2 separate regions of the Mus musculus genome follow, and region 2 is linked to region 1. A link is a contact called in public HiChIP or PLAC-seq data. All regions are on one chromosome and are shown on one strand. The core of a region is the stretch at or near the end of the contact, and the rest is flanking DNA. Distances in the headings are between cores, read along the strand shown. Region 1 overlaps Galns (galactosamine (N-acetyl)-6-sulfate sulfatase). Region 2 holds the start of Cdh15 (cadherin 15).

Evidence for each region. HiChIP or PLAC-seq counts read pairs in DNA pulled down with a chosen protein or histone mark.
Region 2: a contact with region 1 is called in an H3K27ac HiChIP or PLAC-seq map of acute myeloid leukemia, with 3 times the contacts expected there. The contact joins the promoter of Cdh15 here to the enhancer-like site in region 1. A contact is called at or near these places in 14 of 39 promoter capture datasets (the C10 cell line, the HPC-7 cell line, cranial neural crest and 9 more), 6 of 115 datasets of contacts at active chromatin or transcription factors (acute myeloid leukemia, craniofacial prominence, embryonic basal ganglia and 3 more) and 5 of 9 other capture datasets (adipose tissue, embryonic stem cells, liver and 2 more).

What each region holds. Positions count from the first base shown.
Region 1 is chr8:122,593,950-122,598,620 of GRCm38.p6, forward strand. It overlaps Galns (galactosamine (N-acetyl)-6-sulfate sulfatase), which reads right to left. Exons shown (of 14, transcript NM_016722.4): 8 at 4,571-4,671; 9 at 1,817-1,920. It also overlaps the pseudogene Gm45857. Among named protein-coding and RNA genes, the nearest start is that of Galns, 15 kb to the right of the region's middle. Within about 2 kb of position 2,277, at least 33 of the 459 cell types and tissues checked have an H3K27ac peak or open chromatin away from gene starts, as enhancers often do. A contact at or near this core is called in acute myeloid leukemia and hematopoietic stem and progenitor cells, where this site is marked.
Region 2 is chr8:122,845,960-122,850,484 of GRCm38.p6, forward strand. Cdh15 (cadherin 15) reads left to right here and starts at 2,415. Exons shown (of 14, transcript NM_007662.2): 1 at 2,415-2,570. The coding sequence starts at 2,529.

The DNA of each region.
Region 1 (4,671 bases), core at 1,027-3,526:
TTGGAAGGAGGGGTCTGACTGCCAGTGCATGCATCCGAGTGCGCACGAGCTGTTGTGTGTCTGACAGCAGCAGGGTGCTGTCAGCTCCTCTGAGATGAAGCTGGAGCAAAGGCCCCAATTATACCACTGCAGCCAGGTGCAGCATCAGCGTCTGCTTCGAGGCTGATGAACGTCAGGGTGTTTAAGTAAAGATCTCGGTTATCACAGAGCACAGTGTGTGGGGAGCGTAGTGGAAAGGAAGCCGTAGCTCTGGAGCACGCTACGCTTTCCTCAGAAGGCAAGGCTGACCTCTCTTCCCAGCTGGTGCCGCCTGAGGGTATCTGGCAGGAATAGTGGTGGAAGCAGATGCTCTGAACCCACTGACACAGCAGAGTAGGTTAGGCCTCCTGGGCCTGAGGGAGCTTTGCCAATGCCAGGTCAGGGGCGTAGTCCGGGATTGGATACGGCTCCTTATCGGCCATGCCGAGCATCCCTTCCCAGGAACACCTCATGTGTGTCCCATTTCTCACCCAGTGACAACTGATCCAGTGGCTTCCACAGCTACATGAGGGCTGGCAGAGGTGGTACCGGGAAGAGCAGGTGCAGGTGTGGACCAGGCCCCTCTCCTAAGGGTCAGGTGGTCGTGGCCAGTCTGAGTGTCCACTAGTATCCCACTAACCATGCTTCTTCCACATGTAATGTGCTGACTGCCACGGGCACCCTGTTCTATAGAGGGAGCTGGCCAGATGGCAGGCAGGCCTGTTCAACCAACTGGGAGAGCCACCAACCTGCAAGGCTCTGGCGATTAGTGTGACCTGGGACTTCCGTGTCAAGAGGTCCTCAGCAGAGGGTAATGAGAAGCAGAGGCTCAGTCAGGTTTAGTTTAGAAGCTAGGGACTGAGGGCAGGGCCCAGTCGTTGCTGGGGACACATGGCTGGATGGTTGTTGCCAGCTCTGCCCTAGTGGCTGGCAGGATGGACAGGAGAGCTCTTTGGGATTCCCTTCCCACATACATGCATTTAGAGGGAAGGATAAGGACTGTGGCTGGCAGAATGACAGCTGCTAGGGACTGCATTACTACCTCTGGACTCTGTGGCTATAGGTTCCCACTCAGCAATGGGGATGTAAGAGAGTGGGAGGGACTAAGAATGCATATCATCTGGCCTCTAGGAGACTGGCCTGTACTGCTCATGCGAGCCAGTATTCACAGCAGACTAATGGAGGATCAGAGGGTGGAGGTAAGGAGATGGAGGAAGGCTAGCCCAGCACTTAGCTCCAGAGGCCGAGAGCTAAGGGACAGATCTATCCCAGACTCTCTGAGGAGCCAGCCCCATGACTTGTCACAGAGGCCAGCAGATCCCTGCTCCTGACTGTTAGAGTCAGCCATCTGTCTAGCCCCTAGTCTATGGAGGGAAGGTTCACCATTGCAGGGTAAGCTGAGGAACCCAGACGGAGTCACTGTCTCCAAGGTCACTGGGGAGAGAGGCCAGCTGAGGAGCAGTGACATAAATGCTCTCAGCAGCGAGCACTTAGTGTGCTGACAACAAGTTTCACAGTGGACTCTTCAACAAGGGGTGTGCTTGGGGTTGAGGGTGTTGTCTGGCATGAAGGTGATCAGACTGAGGCCTCAGAAGGATACACACTGCACCCACCTGAGGCCCCCTATCTGGTCTTTGCCACAAAGGCATCAGGGGTCCATCCAGGGCCGCAGCTGTCCCTCGTAGTAAGTCCACAGAACATGGGCAGTCAATCGACTACCAAGCCTCCTTATCACCCAGACACCAAAGCCCCTGAGACCTTGTAGCACATAGAGCTTCAGTGTGGCATGGGGACTCACCTGGCCTGCAGCAATGTGTCCTGGCCACCATGCGATCGCAGGCTCCCTCATCCCGCCTTCAAATGTCGTCTGCTTCCCACACAGGAAGGGACCGTTGCTGCCACCTGAGGACAAGAGTCACCACCCATCAGCTTAAGATATCAGGGCCCAGGTCCTCTGAGAGATCAGGGACACACAGCACCCCTAGCTGGCAAGTGGCCTATCCTGACTTCTGAACTCTTTCTGAGGCACATTTGAGTCCTGAGGTCACGGCAGAGACAAAGGACCAGGAGGATGAGGTCAGGTTGCAGACACAGGTCAGGAAACCTGGGTGGCTCCGAGCCAGGCAGCTAAGATGCTCTGGCCACAGCTCTCCAAAGAGAACAGAAAATTCTTGCCTCACTAAAGCCACCAGCCCACTAGGAGCCATTGCTACAAGAAAGAGGCACAGAAGCCCCTTCCTGTCACAAGCCGCAGACACTTCCTGATGCTTCAGTTAGTGTTCTTAGATGCTAATTTTCACTGGCATCACGTACTGGGGAGGGTCCTACCCCAGGTGCCCTCTGGTCTTTTACTCAGCCTATGGGGCAGGGCACACAGCTGGAGTTTGGAGCCACGAGGCCCTAAACAAGCTTGTGGGAAGCTATCTCCTTTTTATCTCTATCCTAGACTCAAGGAAGATCCCCCGGGGTCTTGGAGCCGGGTGGGCCTGTTCCACAGGGAAAGATGTCACAGCATGAGCTGCCGAGGAGCCATCTCAGGCCCCCAAAGCACAGGGGCAGGGGAAACAAAGCATTTCCTAGTGAAAACTCAACAGGACTCTCATCTCATGGAAATGACAGTCACTGTGCCCTGTGGCTTCCGAGGTACCCCGCTTCTTCTCTGTAGGCAGCAGACATAGCAGCATGAAAAGATGGCAGATCAGAAGCCCAGCAGCTCTGTTCACCCCCACCCTGAGCAGGGCTAACTGCACCGATGGCCATGGGTACCAGATAGCAGGAGATCTGTGTCGGGGGAGGACACCTGGGCTGAAGGCGACCGTGTTCCATTTCTACTTTTTAAGATAGGTATGGGCATATGGGGATTTAATTTTTTAAGTGTTTTAAAATCAAACTCTGACAAGTTTTGTTCAAGAAAACCTTTCCTGGTTCACTTTGCATTAATCTGTTCAGGCATGATTCTAGTAACATTAGAATCACCTGTGTTAATGACGGCCAGTGTGCATACTCCATAGTATTTTCCACTTTAAAATAATTGAACTGAATATCTGAAGTTTGAGCTGGTGCCCAGATCACTATTACTGCCACTGTGGTGACGGACACCAGTTTTGGCCAGTGTGGTACAGTACTGTATTTCCGATTTCCTCCAGGCTTGGGCAGTGGTTGGTGAGGAGAACCAGTTTCGCTTTGCCCTGCCTGGTCATCTTCAGAGTCCGCTTGTATCCTAGCCGGTACTTTTCACGTTGTATAACAACTTGGAGGCTAGAGCTGACAGACTCCAGAGACTTTTTTTCCATCATTTTTGTGGGTAACTTAGATGCAGGATGGCCTCCAAACTACCACACAGGAGAGCAGGCACCGAGATCTTGAGGTAACTGTTAGAAATGATACCATTTCCCTCTGCCAGGCACCTTCTTGCCCTGAGAGTTGGCCGTTAGGTAGCAGTTGAGTTCTGGGTATCTTCTGGGAGGTGATGGGGTCCTGCCCTTTTCTCTGAGATGTATGTGGAAAGCTTGCCTAAGAACTAAGCTTGTCGCCGGGGCCTAGCAAACACATAAGTGGATGCTCACAGTCAGCTATTAGATGGATCACAGGGCCCCCAATGGAGGAGCTAGAGAAAGTATCCAAGGAGCTAAAGAGATCTGCAACCCTGTAGGTGCAACAACATTATGAACTAACCAGTACCCCGGAGCTCTTGACTCTAGCTGCATATGTATCAAAAGATGGCCTAGTCGGCCATCACTGGAAAGAGAGGCCCATTGGACACACAAACTGTATATGCTCCAGTACAGGGGCCAGGGCCAAAAAATGGGGATGGGTGGGTAGGGAAGTGTGGGGGGGGTTGGGGGACTTTTGGGATAGCATTGGAAATGTAATTGAGGAAAATACGTAATAAAAAAAATATTAAAAAAAAAAAAAGAACTAAGCTTGTCTGTAGAGCTGGGCCTTGAGAGATCCCGGGTCATCCTGGCTAGTCTTGCTGGTCTTTTCTATTACCGAACAGCTGTTCTTTGGTTTATGAAGGCTGTACTGGGTTAGTTCACCTGAAACCAGGAAGCCCCAGGGCACTGGGCTGTAGGACTGACTGAGCCACCAGAGGTATCAGAGCCTAAGCTGCCTAAGGGCAGCACAGGCAGCGGAGATTACCGGGCCCTCAGCCTTGACAGGTAGGTAGCCTTGTATTGACAGCTGCGCATCATGGGTGACTGTCTCAGATTCATGCATTGGATGGCTCCCGAGGCTGAAGGTGTTATTGCAGCCACTTCTGTAGCGGTCAAACTGCTCTACCCCAGCACACTAGGTATTCTGCCAAAGCCCTGGCAGCCAACATCTCCTGTAGCCTGAGGCTGTGGAAAACTGGCTTCTTTCAGGTAAGGATCTTCCTGAGACGTTTCCTCCCCCTGACACTTGCCTGTTCTTTCTCAGAGGACTCAAAATCATGTGAATGCAGGCCAGGCCTGAGTCACCAGGGTCAAGACCTTTCTGCTGGGCACTCTTTCTGGGAGTCACTTTCTAGCCAGTGACCTGGGACCGGAGGATAGGAAACAGAACTTGCCTTCGTTGGGAGCAGAAATGAGGGCCGCACCATTATCAGACGTGAAGAAGACAAATGTGTTCTTACTGATGCCCAAGTTCTGCAGAAGGCTCAAGATCTTC
Region 2 (4,525 bases), core at 1,165-3,664, 250 kb after region 1:
GTATGTTTTACTCCTGGACCTGAAACATGAGGCAGAGGCCCACAGGCATCCAGAGAACTTTGCCATCAGAGCCCCCAAGGGGCTGTCCTCCTGAAGGGGTCTCTTCCCCCACCCTCTCATGTGTGGGGGAGATCAATATTAGGGCTGCTCCCACACACACAGTCTGGCCACCCCCCCCCCCAGGCATAGATGGTGTCAACCCTGCTCTGTTCTGTCACTGTGGTAAAACACCTGACAATGTAAAGGAAGGAAGAGTCGACCATCCCATCAAACAGCAGAGTGGTAGGTGCTGGTGACAGGCTAGTCCAGGGACCCACATGTGACTCCGGCTACTGTGCTGGGTCTTTCTGTGTCAGTTGGACTTAAGCTAGAGTCCTCAGAGAGGAGGGAGCCTCAACTGAGAGAATGCCTCTAGAAGACTGGGCTGCAGCCAGGGCTGTAGTGATGGATGGGGGAGGATCCAGATGGGTGGGGTCACTCCTGGGCTGGTGGTCCTAGGTTCTGTGAGAAAGAGCAAGCCAGTAAGCTGTACTCTTTCATGAACTCAGAATCGGCTCCTGCCTACAGGTTCCTGCCCTGTATGAGTTCCTTCCCTATTTCCCTCAGTGCTGGGTTTACAGACTGTTTCATCTGCTCTGCAGGATCTCGTGTGGGAATTCTCATTCTCTCTCCCTCTTTCCCCATCTCCCCCACATCCTTCCTCTCTCCCCCCTCTTCCTGTCCTTCTCCCAAGTCCAGAGGACAGCATATAGGGCCAGCCATATAGGGGCTGCACCCAGCAGGAGGCCAGAGGAGGAAGGAACAACCTTGGTTGAGATGGGAGGGTGTTCCCTTGACCGAAGCCGTGGAGCTGGGCATTGAGGGATGCGTAGGAGTTCTCTAAGTAACAGCGGAAGGAAAGCATGCTCCAGGCAGGGCACCTCAAAGAGCATGGTGACCGTGGAGGAAAGGGGTGGACAAAGAGCACTTGGAGGTGAACTAACAGCTGTGCGTCAGAACGGCTGTTGGGGCAGAATGGGGGGAAAGGTGTTGTGGTGGACCAAGAGCCACCTGGACGTCTTCATCCAGGCTGATACAGATCTATTGGGGTCGGATCAGCATAGGGTCAGATGGGTGTGAGCGCAGGCAAGTTGGAAAGCCTCTAGCTTGTGGGTAGTTTAAAGCCACTGGACCAATGGAGGCCTGAGGGAGAGAGTGAGGAGGGAAAGCCCAACCAGCCTGGAGTCCCTGGCCACTGGGCCACACACTGCCTGGGGAAGGGGCTGGGAACTCTGGCTAAGCTGACGGGGTTCAGGAAACATGGGCACAAGCCTGGTGCAGCCTTTCTAGTCAGGGACTGGGACCTCAGTCATGTATGTAAATCAACCAAGTCTCTACCAATGCCCGCGGGATCTGTCCAGGACAGTGGAGTGGACCAGCAGGGACCAGGCACCCTCCCTTCGTGCCTGTCTTGGGCCTTGGATCCAGTAACGTCTCCTGCCTTCTTCAGTGCAAGCCAGAAGGATCACGCCCATGGCCGGCTGATGTCAGCGAGGGCCATCCAGAAGCTATCAGCAAAGAAGATATCCCACAAAATCATGGTGACTGCTGCATACATGTGGTGTGGCGGGAGATGCAGGGGGTAGGCAAAGGAGCTCTGGCCAAAGGCAGAGTGGCCCGTGGGGTGAGACCTGGGCCTGAACCCCTTAAGAATAAGCCACATGCCAGTCTTTCTTGCCCTTCACTCAGCCTTCAGGAGCCTCTGATGTGTTCTGGAAGAGCAAACCTGAACAGGCAATCCAAACGTGACCCCCAATCCTCCTGCTCCTTCCTCTGGGTTAGGGGCCACTTTGGGGTTTTTTGGTTTTGCTTTTTGTTTTTTGAGACAGTTTTTCTACATTGTCTGGGCTGGCCTAGAACTCACTATGTAGAGCAATCTGGCCTCTAACTCATAGGGATCTGCCTGCCTCTGGATTAATATTAAAGGTATGGGCTACTGTGCTTGGCTCCCTCCATTCTTCTACAAGCTTGGGTCTCTCTGGACAGCTGCCACAGGCCTCAGTCCCAGCCTACGGCATGCTGAGTTCTTCCCCAATGTCCACTCCCCGCCCCCCTACATGCTGTCACTCAGTCCAGGAGCCCCCTACAACACATGTGCTGACCTCAAAACTTTACAGAGCCTCCCTCAGGCACTGATCACATATGCTGTCACTCAGATCGCCCCCCCCCCCCCATCACTTTGCTCTGGCTCTGCCTTGCATCTTTCACACTACACTCTTGTGGCTGTCCAGGCCCACCTACATGTGCTGTCACTCATCTCTGATCCCGCCCATGACTCTGCCCCCCATGCAGTCACTCAGCCCTAGCCCTGCCCAGACCCCGCCCTGGCCCCGCCCCACCACACACGTGCAGTCCCTTGGCCTGCTCCCCAAGCACTTGCGCTGTCACTCAGCCCAATGCTCTCAGCGTGGGGGTAGAAGAAGCACCACCGCCCGTTCCACCGGCCGCCCAGTCGGCCACTTGTCCTCGGCTCTTCCGCCACTGCCTCAATGGGTTCTGCTCTGCTCCTCGCCCTCGGGCTGCTTGCCCAGGTAAGCTTGTAAGCCCTGTGGCATCCCTTCCTCTAGCTTTGGGATAGCTTTCCTGGGACCACTGGCCTGGAGTGTCTTTGGGGGAACCTGAGAGCTGCGGCCTGCAGTGTCCAGGGTGGGCCGCACTCTCTGAAGCATTGTAGGAAGGGGTGTCCTGTGTTTAGGGGCTTCCAGAGGGAGGGCGACTGACCTGCACATCAGTGAGCAAAATGGTTCAGGACTGGAAGCATCTCTGAGGCACGGGAACAGCCATTGGGCTGTCCCTTCAGTCTGGAAGCATATCACAGGTGCTCCCTGGAGCCTCCCAGAGCCTAAGGGTGGCCAGTCTTGAGAGGTCTTTCTATTCCAGAGCACGAGGCAGAGAGAAGGGGCAGAAAGCCACAGTGTCTGTAACACTTATGCCCCTGGTTGGTCTTGGTGGTGCCTGAGTCTCTACCCAGTGGTCCTAGAGGAGCTGCAACGCTTCCCTACAGGACCTAAGAATCCAGAGAAAATAACTCCAGGCCAGAGTAGCCCAACACACTCTCAGTTCACACTGCCTTTGACCTGACCGGGCCAGCGGCTGTGCCTGGATCCGCCTGGAGATGGAGTGATCTGTGGTCCCCAGATCAGTCAGTCTCTGGTACCCTGTCTTCTTAACATGGCACAAAGAAGGATGGGTAAAGCCCAGGTCCCCAGTTTTTCCTGCTGTTGGCAGTCCTCAGACTGGCTGCTGAATGGTCCTGGACTGGCCAGAACGGGAATGTGGATTCTGTGGTCCCTGCCAGGGTCCCTTTCCACAGAGATGTGCACTGAGGCTGTGGCCAGCCTCTGCGCCCAGAGGCAACAGGTGGCGAGCACAAAGAATTGCTGTGTGTGGAGAGAGGTCAACCAGCATTGCATGGGTGTGTGGTGGGGGGTCCGTCCCTTCCGGGAACACACTTCAGGACTTCCTTGGTTCCCTCAAATTCCCACAAAGCCTTGCAACTCTACTCAAGTTTCAGTTCTCGGCAGCTGACAGGAGCCTGGCCAGAGAGCCCCCCTTGCAGCTGGCCCTGGGTCATCAGCCCTACACTTCCAACCAGCAACACCCCAGCTTTGGGGGCCCACATTCCCTTACCTGGGCACATCTGCTAGGCTAGTTAAGACCCAACACAGAACCCCAGTCTTGTGCATAACGCCCTGACCCATCAGAGCCCCCTCCATACCCTGGGCTGGGATTTGCTCCCCACTGGCTACAGTAACAGCACCCCCAAGGCTGGAGGGTGGGTAGTGTTGGGTAGCATTCTTCTCCCCCTCCATCACCAAGCCCCCCCTCTCTGTTGCACTAGGGCAACTGCCCCCCCCCCAGGCATCTGGAGGCCCCGGCAGTCAGGTGGGGGCAAGGACCCGCCCCGCCCCGAGGCCTGGCCTCCTGCACTTACTTCACAGCAGCACTCAAATTAGCTCCAGTGCCTGGGGAACTTTTCCTACCTCCCCCAAATGTGCCCCCCCCCCAGCTTTAGTGCTTCTGTAGGCTTTTGTCCACACACCAGGTCCTGGGGCTGCTGCCGTCTGGTCATTCTTGCTTCCTTACTGGGCTTTTCCCTGGCTACCCTGGCCCAGCTGCTCTGTCTTGGGCTCCTCTGTTTGGGGTTGGAAGTGGGCTGTGCACGGATTCAGATTCGCAGCTCACTCCATGGCCTCCCTATCCTGGCTCCCTCTGGAATCTGAGCTTCCAGAACTCCATGGCAGCACCAGGGGGTGTATTGCGTTCAAAACTGGTCCCCGCCAGGCCTCAAATTTTAGCTGCTCAGGAAGCTGAAGCAGGAAGATCACAAGTTCACGGCCAGCCTGGGCAATTTACTGATACCTCACCTCAAAAGAAAACTAAAAGCTGCCAAGGCTGTAGCCAGTAGAACACTTGCTAAGCACGCTTGAGATCTGGGGTTCTAATCCCAGTATCATCCACACATTAGTACTAGCACTCATAAAGA